2 separate regions of the Neogale vison genome follow, and region 1 is linked to region 2. The links are chromatin contacts, called in public Hi-C maps. All regions are on one chromosome and are shown on one strand. Each heading gives the region's core, a stretch centred on a gene start, on an enhancer-like site or on the middle of the called end of the contact. The rest is flanking DNA. Distances are from core to core; before and after follow the strand shown. Region 1 holds the start of LOC122899453 (F-box only protein 6-like). Region 2 holds the start of MTOR (serine/threonine-protein kinase mTOR).

Region 1 (5,518 bases), core at 2,224-4,723, 320 kb before region 2:
GGCAAGTACAAGAGAACCTAGTAAGTTAAACAGGGGCCTCAAGTGATGTGATTACAGTCACCTCTGAAAATCCTTTCCTTCCTCTGGGTAATGGGGACAACGGGAGGATAAGGACATTTGTGAAGCCCCGAGCCCAGTGAAGTCTAGGGCCCAGCACGGAGCTCTGTATGAGTCAGGCAGCTTAGATAGAGCAAGAGAGGGAAAGCTGAACGTGCAGTTTGTTCATTCAACAAACGTTTTTCAAGCACTATGTGAAGGCATTACTGTGGACACTCGTGTCGGTAGAGTGGTGACCAAGACCCATTAGGCCCCTGGACCTTGAAGTTTGTAGCAGAGAAAAAAAAAACACCACCAAAAGCTATGAGATAAAACATAATTACAGGTTATGAAGGTGCTACGGAGGAACGAAACGGGAGAGACGGGATAAAGCGGGGGGGAGCAGGGGGACCAGGCCAGGTGTCTGAACAGAGACCTGAAGAATGAAGAACGTGGAGGAACCAAGGGTGAGTGGTATAGGTGCCAGAGAGGGGTATAGGTGTGAGACAACATTCCAGATAGTGTGGGAATCGCAGGTGCAAAGGCCCTGAGTTTCAGGAAAGGTGGGGAGGCAGCCCCGAGCCCACCTTCCGCACACGGGTTCCGCAGGAGATTCCGGCGGAGGCTGCACAGGAAGTAGAAGACCTTCCAGTCGGCCACGGGCTGGTCCCAGTCCTCGTTGATGAAGCCCTCCCGCAGGCACTTTCGCTTCCAGAGTGTCATCAGGTCAATGAGGTCTCTCCAGAGGCTGCAGACCAGGCGACAGCGCAGCAGCTGGCGGGCGGGCGCGTGCGTGAACACCTCCAGCAGAATGTTCTCGGGCAGCTCGTTGATGCTGACCAGGGCCATGGCTGGTGGGAAAGGCGGGGAGGCGGGGGAGGCAGGGGTTGCCCACAGGCCTGTAGGGGGCAACAGTGTTTATGAGCCCTGACCAAGGAGGTGGACCCCTCAGATTTCCAGGGACCTGGGCCAGGGGCTCTTCATCCTTTTTCTTTTGTGAAACAAAAGGGGTCAGGCCTTCTCCTGGGTACGCAGTGGGCCGTCAGAATACGGAGCACTCACACACGTTACACACATTTGAAAGAGTGTAATAAAAATATTAACAAAGACTTCAGGGGCTGATATTTAAAGAGGCCCTCTCCTGACCCCCACCCTCTGCACCCATTCCTCCCCTATCCCCCCCCCGCCCTGTTAAAAAAATAATTGCTTTATTTTAAGTTGCTGGGCCCAGTGAACTGGCAGACCTTGCCAAGGCCATGCCACTGTCTGCAAGCTCTGCAGAAGTTTGTGGTCAGGTGATTTCAGTGCTGGGAAGTCACTGTTCGTCTGTGGGTGTAAGAAAGATTTCACGTTCTGTGTCACAGCTTCATTAAGGGGTGGGGCTAGTTGCTAAAACCAACTTCTCCTCCCCAAATTGCTCACGTTGACCTGGAAGCCAGATGTGATAAGACACCGCAGCGAGGAGGACCTGCCTCTCCATCCTGGTTGGGGCATCAGGCCAGAGCCCATTTTGACATGCTCAGACTGCAAAGCTGATTGAGGGACCCTGAGCAAGACTGCCCGGGGGTTCAATCCTGGCCTGCAGTGGCTAGCTGGAGAGTCCTAAGAGGAGCGAATGACTGTCCCAGCCTCAGCAGGGCCGGAAGGTCTGAGTTAGTACAAGGCAAGCCTTTAGCACCAGGCGGACATCATTACTTCCCTATCGTTAGAGCAAAAACGCTCGTCAGTAATAGTCAGCGGCTCCCAAGAACACCTTCCTCCCTCTACACCTGAATGGCACAAGGGCTTTGGAAAATTTTACAGTGCCACTACCCCGGCCTGAATCTTGCCTGGCTGTTCAGATCTCTAAGGGGACCCCCCCCCACACCCCAGGGTGGGGGTGGGGTCGGGCAGGGAAGGCCAGCCCCTGTCACTCAGATGGACCTTATCCGCTCACAGGTGGGAGAGGGAGGGATTATTCTCCTCCCACAGGTGAAGTCTCTGAGGAGGCTTCTCATTTTTCATAGAGACTTGGCCAAAGAATCCACAGACTTCTCAAAGCTACCATCCCAGCAAAAACAAGAGCAGACGCACAGCGTCTCCTGTGGCTCCCGCCCAGACAGGAACATGTCAGCACGGCAGAGAACAATAAATAAGGTACTTGTACCTTGTGCAAAAAATGCTATGACGGGAAAAACTCTATGTGGCTAGGTCTTCTGCTTTTTCAGAAGGAACTCTACATAAGCAGTTTCGAACATATGAAACCTGTCGGTTTTTAAATGTTGGCAACTTCTAAAAGCACCGTCTAGGGCAAATAAAAGTCGCTGGGTGGGAGTCAGAGGCGACTTAGGTACGAAGAACTCCTCACCCAGGCGTCCAGAGTCTGGTCTCTGGCCCTGGTCGCACGTTATTCGTCGCACCCCCTCCCCTAGTTTCTGGCGTTCGTGGGTCTAGGGCGAGGCCTGACTGCGCACGAATGGGGCATGGGGTGAGGTTCCCCCACCCCCCGGGGGGTGTCCCTGTGCTTCCCACGTGCCCGGCCCGAGTTGTGACCTTCTCAACGACCCCTGTAAGCACGGTTACTAAGCCCGTTTCTCAAAAGCAGAAGCTGAGGCTTGGGAAAGTCTGGCCCGTCCCAGGACCGGCGGGCGTGCGTGTGCCGGAAGGTCCCAGATCGGCCCTGGGCTGGGGCGCCACCAGCGAGCTGTGGTCAGGGTGTCGCTCCCAGGCAGCACTTCCCGAAGTCTGAGCCAGGGCCCGGCTGCGCGGGATCTGGTCTCGCGCGTACCGCGCGCCACCCGGGCCCCTACCCCGCGGCCCCGGAGGCCCGAGGTGGACAGCGCCACCGGCTCAGTTAACGCCCCGCCCCCCGTCCGCCACCCCCGCCTTCGGGTGTAGGACACCCAGCCCTTCCCCCGCCTGTCTCCCCCTGCGCCCGTTCCCCAAGCTGGGCCGCGACCTGGACGCGGGGCGGGACGCCCGGCGGGACCGGACCTCCGCGTCGGTCTGGAGCCTCCGGCCTCCGCGGCGCTGTCCACTGTCGCCCCGCCCCGCCCCGTGTCACGCGCGCGCTCGGACCGCCCCCTCGGGCACCGGGGCCGCGCCCACCGCTTCGCCCCGCCCCGCCTTCTCCCCGCCCACTGCCTTCTCCCCACCCACCGCCTTCTCCCCGCCCACCGCCTTCTCCCCGCCCACCGCCTTCCCCAAGCCCGCAGCCCGCTCCTACAGCAGCTACCTGGCGGCGATCTTGGGGTACGCAGTGCCGGGGGTCGCGCGACGACCTCCCCCAACCTCGCAGCCTCAACCTGTGTTCTCCTCCAGGTAATCGGCGGCTCAGCAGTAGGGTCCCACCGCTTCCCTTTGCTTTCCGGGAAGAGAGGGCTTTCATCGAACCTAGTCGCCACCTCTGCGCAGGCCACTCTGAGGCCGCTTCACCAGTTCGCTCCACTGTAGGGAGGGAGGCGGGACTCTCCCCGGAAGGAGATTGTTGACACTCTAGAGGGCTGGAGCAGGACTTATACCTTCACTAGGGTTCGGCCTCAGGGAAACCTCAGTTTACTCAAAGGAAAAATCTCCGCATTTTTGTCATTAATTCCTTAACTCCTTCAACAGGTAATCATCAAGCACCTACTTAAGGCAACCAAAAACGGTTGTGCAGGTTGTGCACTGCGCAGAGGTGCCCGGCTCAGGCCACCTTTTTAACTCGTCAGGGCTGCGTGTCCCCCAAAGGTGTCTTCTGCTAACTTACATATAGCTAGTAAGTGGTGTCCCTGCCAAGGCTGAGGCCCTAATCCAGCTGACTATTGAGATAATTAAACAGTACGTTGAGCACATACTGTGTGCCATACACCGTTCTAAATGCTTTGGCTTCACTTAATGTCAGTAAAGCTCTTGGCAGAGTAAGTAAGATACCAGTGAGCAGTGAGCCTGCGACGGCACACCCAGCATGAGGTGTATCTCAGATATCCACTGCTCCCCGCTCACCCCAGCTTTGTGGCGGGGCCTCTGGAGAAAGCTAGCAGTACTGGAGGGCTGCTGGGGTGAGATGTTGGCAGCTCATTAAGGAGTCTGTATGAGGGTCCTGCCATAGTCTGGCTCCTGAAGTGTCAGTCATTCCCTGCACCTTGAACAGAAGCCACACAGGCTCACCTTCTGCAGGTCCAGGTTAGGACCTCCCATTAAATTTGCCTTTCCTACCAGAAACCACAGGACAAAGGCCGGAAATACCTTTTATTTAGCTGCATGCAGCAGGGGCAGAACCCGAGCACTGCTGTCCTTCCAGCAGGAGGGAGAGGCAGGAGTAAGGTTGGGCAGGGTGGGGAGGTGCAAGGAAAGGCAGTTCCAAGGGTAGGTTAGGACATTCCAAGCCCTGGGGAAGCTGGTCTAGGCATAGAGGCGGACAGGTGGTCCTTGAAAACCACCACTCACCTCATCCCAGGGCTTATGTGCCCCAGCTCTCAGATTCAGGGTCTGATGCACTCCTCCCCTGCCCTGGGTTACCAGGCACAGAATTCCAGGGGTCTTTTGAAGATCCTACCCCCACCTGATGCCCATCTGACTTCTGGGCTTCATTGACAGTGAGGCCTGTCCAGACTTGACCTGGCCCCCACTCCATCTTGGCCCTGTCCCTCTCCGACTAGACCTGAGCCTCTGGGTCAAAGTCACGTCTCTGGGCAGGCAGGCAAAGAGTTTGGGAGTGGCAGGATGAAGCAGAGGACAGGCCAGCACAGCCCCCCTTCCACTCCCAGATCTGGCTGAGCTACATGGTCACCTCCCAGCATCTGCACTAGCCAGAGCAGCCACAGGCTGGCCAGATGTCCAGATTGTCCCTGCTCCGAGGGCCCCCAATGGAGACAGGGAGGAAGGACCCAGGAGGGGAAGGTAGAGACACACATCTAGGTTGGCATCTGAGCTTGTAGACCACTCTTGGAGGAGCCTGGGAGAACACCTTGCACCTCCCCAACCTCAGGGGCCCCATCTCTTAAAGGGCCTGACACCCGGCCTCCCCTGACGTCATTCAGGTTGAGACTTTGGGCCTAGAGCACTGCCCCCACCCCAGCTTGTGAGGGCCGCACAAACTGAGAGGCTCCACAAAATAGGCAACTGAGGGGCAAGGATGAACTAGGAGGTCTGGGGGAGCCTGGTCCCCCTCCCCTTCCCTAACCCAGCCCTTCTCTGACAGCAGTCAGGGTTTGGCGGATCAGGGCTTGGGGGGTGTCAAGGCAGGGGAGGTCCGATGGTGATGCTGCTGTTGGTGACCCTCGGGCCGTACCAGCCGGCCCAGTAGTGAGTGTCCACGCCGCCGTGCTGAAACCAGATGTAGCGGACGCCGGGTGGGTAGTTGGAGAACGTGTGAGAGACCTGGGTGGGGGACAGGTGGAAAGAGGGAGACAGGTCAAGAACAAGGAAGGGGGGGCACCTGGGTGGCTCAGCGGGTTAAAGCCTCTACCTTCGGCTCAGGTCATGATCCCAGGGTCCTGGGATCGAGCCCCACATCGGGCTC
Region 2 (5,669 bases), core at 469-2,968:
TTATACTTGCTTATATTTACATAGAGAAACTCTAGGGATACATAAGAACTAAGAAAATAGTGAGAGGCCAGGAGTGGAGTGAGACCTTTCATGATAAATATTATTTATTTTGGATTTGAACAGGGAACACATTATGTATTTTCAAATGTTTGATGATTAAATATAGAGATGTTGAACACAAGTGGAAAATATGAAATTCAGAGGGACAATTATTTCAGAGAATAAGTAGTACAATGAAAAGATTCTAAACCTAAAGTAGTAACCTTAAATTAAATTTTAAAAAGAATCTGCCAAAGCATTTTTTTTAAAAGATTTTATTTATTTGACAGAGAGAGACATAGTGAGAGAGGGAACACAGGCAGGGGAGTGGGAGAGGGAGAAACAGACTTCCTGCTGAGCAGGGAGCCCAATGTGGGGCTTGATCCCAGGATCCAGGGATCATGACCTGAGCCGAAGGCAAACTCTTAACGACTGAGCCACCCAGGCACCCCTGCCAAAACATTTTGTTAGCCACAGAGTATTGCCAAACCTTTTTAATTTGGCACTTTAGAACTTCTGGAAACTTACATATCTTCAACAGATACTTCTTTGTATTACACAAGTAGCTGATGGTAACATATAAAGGGAAAAGTATGCCTTCTCCGTATAGTATTACGTCTTAGCTGTATATTCCCTTCTGCGAATATAGACACCTAAGGAATATATAAATGTTTTATAAAGGGGTGTATTATACTAATATTGTTGTATAACTTGTATTTTTTTTTAACAAATCGTGAACCCTTTTCCTTCTCAGCAAATATTAATCTACATTACCATGATTAATGGCTCCATAGGTTTTCCTTAAGATGAATGCATTATATTTTATTTAATCAGACCCCTTTTGGAAGCCATTGAGGAATTTGTTATTTTAATAACCGTGGCAAAAGAGAGAGAGAGAGAGATGTCAAATTCCATTTTTGCTATTGTTTGAAAGAATGTTTTTATTTTATTTTATTTTTTAAGTAAGCTTTACTAGCTCTAGCCCAAGGATTGAACTGAGCACCAGAAATCAGGAGTCCCATGCTCCACCAACTGACTCAGCCAGGTGTCCCTGGAAGGATGATTTTAAGTGATGCTATTTGGAAATTATTTATTTGGGAGAAGGTCATTTAGCTAAAACTTGGTTATGGTCTCCCGCGAAAGATCTTGTGAACTAGGTAATTTTGGAAAACCGGGAAATTCTAACTAAAAACGGTTTAAGATGCATACTGCATTTAACAAAAAAGAGAAATCGCGGGGGCAAGAGTAGCACCAGTCGGAAAGTTCTAGGTCTGTGCTCCGGTAATCGCTCACGCTCGGGTTAAAGCGGGCAGGACGCACAGCCTCTGAGTCCCAGTCCACGGCACCCACGCCGCGGGCTACACGCCGCCACAACGTAGATGCAGAGGGGACTAATAGTAGCGATGCACCGGATGTGCGCGTGGAAGTGATTGAAATCAACTCAAGACCCATTGGTTCTCCCGTATTGACGTAAGCCTCCTTTCGCTGGCCACTGGCCGCGTGGTTTGTCTATTTGAACAGTCCCCGCCCCCTAAAGAAGCCGGGTCCCTAAACCTCACTTCTCCTTCATTTCTATTGGTCTGCATTCCAGTCCATCTTCTTCTTAAGCCTGCCGATTGGTCCTCTGATCTGGGGACTCGCCCTCCCTCCCGCCCGGTTTAGAGGACAGCAGGGAAGGCGGGTGGTGGGGCCGGGGGCCTGAAGCGGCGATACCCTCGCTGGTGGCGGCAGCTGAGGCCTTAGCCGAGGCCGCGCGGTGAGTCTGGGGCCTGGCAACGACCCCTCCAAGGCGGAGGAGTGTCCAGACCCAGGGTCAGCCTGGTCCGTGGTGGGGGTGAGGGGAGCGGGAAGTCGCCCGTCTGGGACGTGGGGTCCTCTCCGTACCGGCCCCACGGGCTTGGGCGCTGTCAGAGCCCTTGACCCCCGCCCGGCGAGGCAGCACCCACCTCCTCCCGGATCCCCAGGAGACCCCCGGGCCTTTCAGACAGCCGTGCGTCCCTGGCGCCGCGAAGGCCGGCCCATCAGCCCCGGTACTGCCGGGGCGCCTTTGGGTCTCCATGCCCCGCAGTCGCCCGCCCCTTCTTCCTCGCCACCTGCAGACTGACCTCAGAGAGGGGCAGTGTCGGTGTGTGCCCCTCGGTCTGCCCCCTGCGGACCTCTCAAGGACCCAGTCCCCGGAGCTGAGCTGGGTTCCATCCTTGGGTTTCATCCTCTCTGCCCTCCCCGCCCCCATCCCCAGTTTCAGCCACCCCAACTTTAACTTCACAAGCCCTCACCAAGCCCTCACTAAGACTCTTGGGATATTTGACTTCCAGTACCTTCATTGATTTGTACCTGGAGCAGGTGGGCCTGTGGGTCTCAGACCCTGTGAAGAAGATGCTCTAGTTCTTTCCTGAGAAAGAGAATTCCCCGCCAGCCTCCCTCCCCGTCATCACCCCATAGTCAGTTTTCTCATAAGGGATCCTTGAGCTTCCTCTCCCCTGAAGGATGACATTTCCTTCTGCAGTCTTCTTCTTGGCATTGGAGCATTTAATAGCTTTACAAAACCAGTTACAACCTGGTGTCTTCTTTTTCCCCCCTCTGCATCTCACAAATACTCTCAAAAATAAGAATTTTGACAATTTGATTTTCTTTTTTTTTTTTTTTTAAGATTTATTTATTTATTTATTTATTTGACAGAGAAAGAGAGAGATCACAGGTAGGCAGAGAGAGAGAGGGGGAAGCAGGCTCCCTGCTGAGCAGAGAGCATGATGCTTGGGCTCGATCCCAGGACCCTGAGATCATGACCTGAGCTGAAGGCAGAGGCTTAACCCACTGAGCCACCCAGGCACCCCGACAATTTGATTTTCTAATAGAATCCGGACATTTCTAGGTTAGGTATATATGTTACTCCCATGACAGTCTGAGCTGAGCCCTATTTTGGCCACTTTCCCCCTAGATTGTAGCTCACTGACGGAAGGGATAGTCCCTAATTGAGGAATGAATGTGTGATCTCAGGAACTAGTCAGTCTCTTAGCTCAAGTACTACAGTTCCAAGTACTCCTATTTTATGGAACTGCCCTGTCCAGCACAATCACCACCAGCCGCAGTGGCTTAGAGCGCTTGAAACGTGACGAGTTGTGCTCGCTTCGGCAGCACATATACTAAAAATTGGAATGAAACGTGACGAGTCCACATGGAGATTGCCACGTGGGCAGTAGATTTTGGAGACTTAGGACAAAAAGAAAATGGAAACTGTATCAATACTTCTTATGTTGATGACATGCTGAAATGATACTTTGGATGTATTGGGTTTTTAAAAAAAATGTATTAATGTCTCCTGTTTCTTTTTACCTTTTTTGATACGGCTACCAGGGAATGTCAATGACACTTGTGGCTTGTATTGTATTTCTACTGGCCGGTGCTGCTACAGGATAATCAATGTCCCTCTTTGAATTGAACACCTTGAGGGGGCGCCTGGGTGGCTCAATGGGTTAAAGCCTCTGCCTTTGGCTCAGGTCATGATCCCAGGGTCCTGGGATTGAGCCCTGCATCAGGCTCTTTGCTCAGCAGGGAGCCTGTTTCCTCCTCTCTCTCTCTGCCTGCCTCTCCGCCTACTTGTGATCTCTGTCTGTCAAATAAATAAATAAAATCTTAAAAAAAAAAAAAAGAGTAAATTGAACGCCTTGAGGAAAGGAACAGTCTTAGGCTTGTTTTATTCTCTCTTTACTTCCCCATCTCTAGTGCCTGGCACTGGGCCGTGTCAGTAGTAGTCATAGTGATAATAATAGCTAACAATTACTAAGCACTCACTGTGTGCCTGGCACTGTTCGAAGCACTTGTTAACATTTATTAACTCGTTTAACCGTCACATCAACACTATGAGTTTGGTAATGTTACCCTGCTGCAGGTGAGGAAACTGGGATATTTTAAGTATTTTCCTCAAGAATATAATTTTGATATGATTTTTTTAGGTTTTGTTTATTTATTAGAGAGAGAGCACAAGAGGAGGCATGGGGGCAGGCAGAGGGAGAGGGAGAAGCAGACTTCCCCCTGAGCAAGGAGCCTGATGCGGGGGCTCGATCCCAGGACCCTGGGATCATGACCTGAGCCAAAGGCACATGCTTCCCCGACTGGGCCTCCCAGGCGCCCTGTAATTTTGGACTGGATTTGAACCTAGGTAGTCTGGCTCCACAGCCCACAGTTTTACCTTGTCTGCTACGCCACCTGTTTTTTGTTTTTTGTTTTTTTTTTTTTAAGATCTTATTTATTTATTTGACAGAGAGAGAGAGATCAGAAGTAGGCGGAGAGGCAGGCAGAGAGAGAGAAAGGGTGAAGCAGGCTCCCTGCCAAGCAGAGAGCCCAATGTGGGGCTGGATCCCAGGACCCTGAGATCATGACCTGAGCCCAAGGCAGAGGCTTCACCCACTGAGCCACCCAGGCACCCTACGCTGCCTGTTTAAATGCCAGTCACTGTTGACTAAATCAGGGCTTTCTGTATATTCCTCGGTGAGGTCTCCCAACCTTTTTAGGATCCCCTTCCTGACCTGGGAGGGGTGGAGACCTGTACTGAGGAACCCCGTCCGTAAAGAAATAAATTCATCACCCATGGTTTGTGATGCAGAGCATTCAAGGAAGTTTCTCTCCAAAGAACCTCAGGCCAAGATGCTGGGAACCGGACCCGCTGCCGCCACCGCAGCCACCACCACGTCTAGCAATGTGAGCGTCCTGCAGCAGTTCGCCAGTGGCCTGAAGAGCCGGAATGAGGAGACCAGGGCCAAAGCCGCCAAGGAGCTCCAGCACTATGTGACCATGGAGCTTCGAGAGGTTGGGGCTTCCGTGATTCGTCCAGGGGTGTTTGGTCCAAATGTACCAGCAGCGGTTTAGATTTCTTTTGACAACTCAGGGAGGGTTTGGAACATGAGGCCTCTAATCCCTCCTGTCTGTAGAATGCCCAGGTTCCTTTGCAGCAGCTGGACGGTTCTATGGCACATCCAGAATATGGCATATTCCGGACCTTCAGTTCCTTCCATGTGACAGCAGTGGTTGGGATGGGTTTAGAGAGTTGGTAGCCTGGGACTTTCTAGAGAGTCAGCTCAAGTGACGTCGGGACGGTGTCTTGTTCGTCCTTGGAACGCCAGGATGTCGCTGGCTCGACAAGTGTTTGTCCCATAAACAGATGCCACAGTTTACAACTGTGAAAGTGGGCAGCAGCTTTGTCCTCTTTGGGTTGAGCTGTGCCCGCCAGCTGCTGCTCAGTCTCCCCCCTCCCCCCGCAAGCCGCCCCCTCCCCCACCTCTGCCCCAGCTTCAGGGAGTCAGCGGAAGCTGTTCTGAGGACACCTTCCTTTGCAGATGAGTCAGGAGGAGTCTACTCGCTTCTATGATCAGCTGAACCATCACATTTTTGAACTGGTTTCCAGCTCAGATGCCAATGAGAGGAAAGGTGGCATCTTGGCCATAGGTAAGGACGGAGTCTCTGGTGAGAGTAACAACTGGGAAAACGGTGGCTCACCTTTGTGTCCACTGCACCTGTGTCTGCTACGTCCTGATGCCCCATTCTTATCTATTTAAGGAATTTTTAAGGAGCCCTGTGGCTTTCAGTGTACTTATTCCGGTATGAATTCTAGCAGCATGGGCAGATCCAGAGTC

The links. Hi-C and Micro-C count contacts between places; a contact is called where the count stands out from the background.
Region 1: a contact with region 2 is called in a Hi-C map of muscle, with 5 times the contacts expected there. The contact joins the promoter of LOC122899453 here to the promoter of MTOR in region 2. A contact is called at or near these places in 2 of 3 Hi-C or Micro-C datasets (fibroblasts and muscle).

Annotation. Positions count from the first base shown.
Region 1 is chr2:8,527,040-8,532,557 of ASM_NN_V1, reverse strand. LOC122899453 (F-box only protein 6-like) reads right to left here and starts at 3,473. Exons shown (of 6, transcript XM_044237155.1): 1 at 3,251-3,473; 2 at 624-935. The coding sequence starts at 885. FBXO44 (F-box only protein 44) reads right to left here. Exons shown (of 5, transcript XM_044237152.1): 5 at 4,231-5,376. The coding sequence ends at 5,216.
Region 2 is chr2:8,207,697-8,213,365 of ASM_NN_V1, reverse strand. MTOR (serine/threonine-protein kinase mTOR) reads left to right here and starts at 1,718. Exons shown (of 58, transcript XM_044237143.1): 1 at 1,718-1,795; 2 at 4,670-4,845; 3 at 5,373-5,481. The coding sequence starts at 4,684.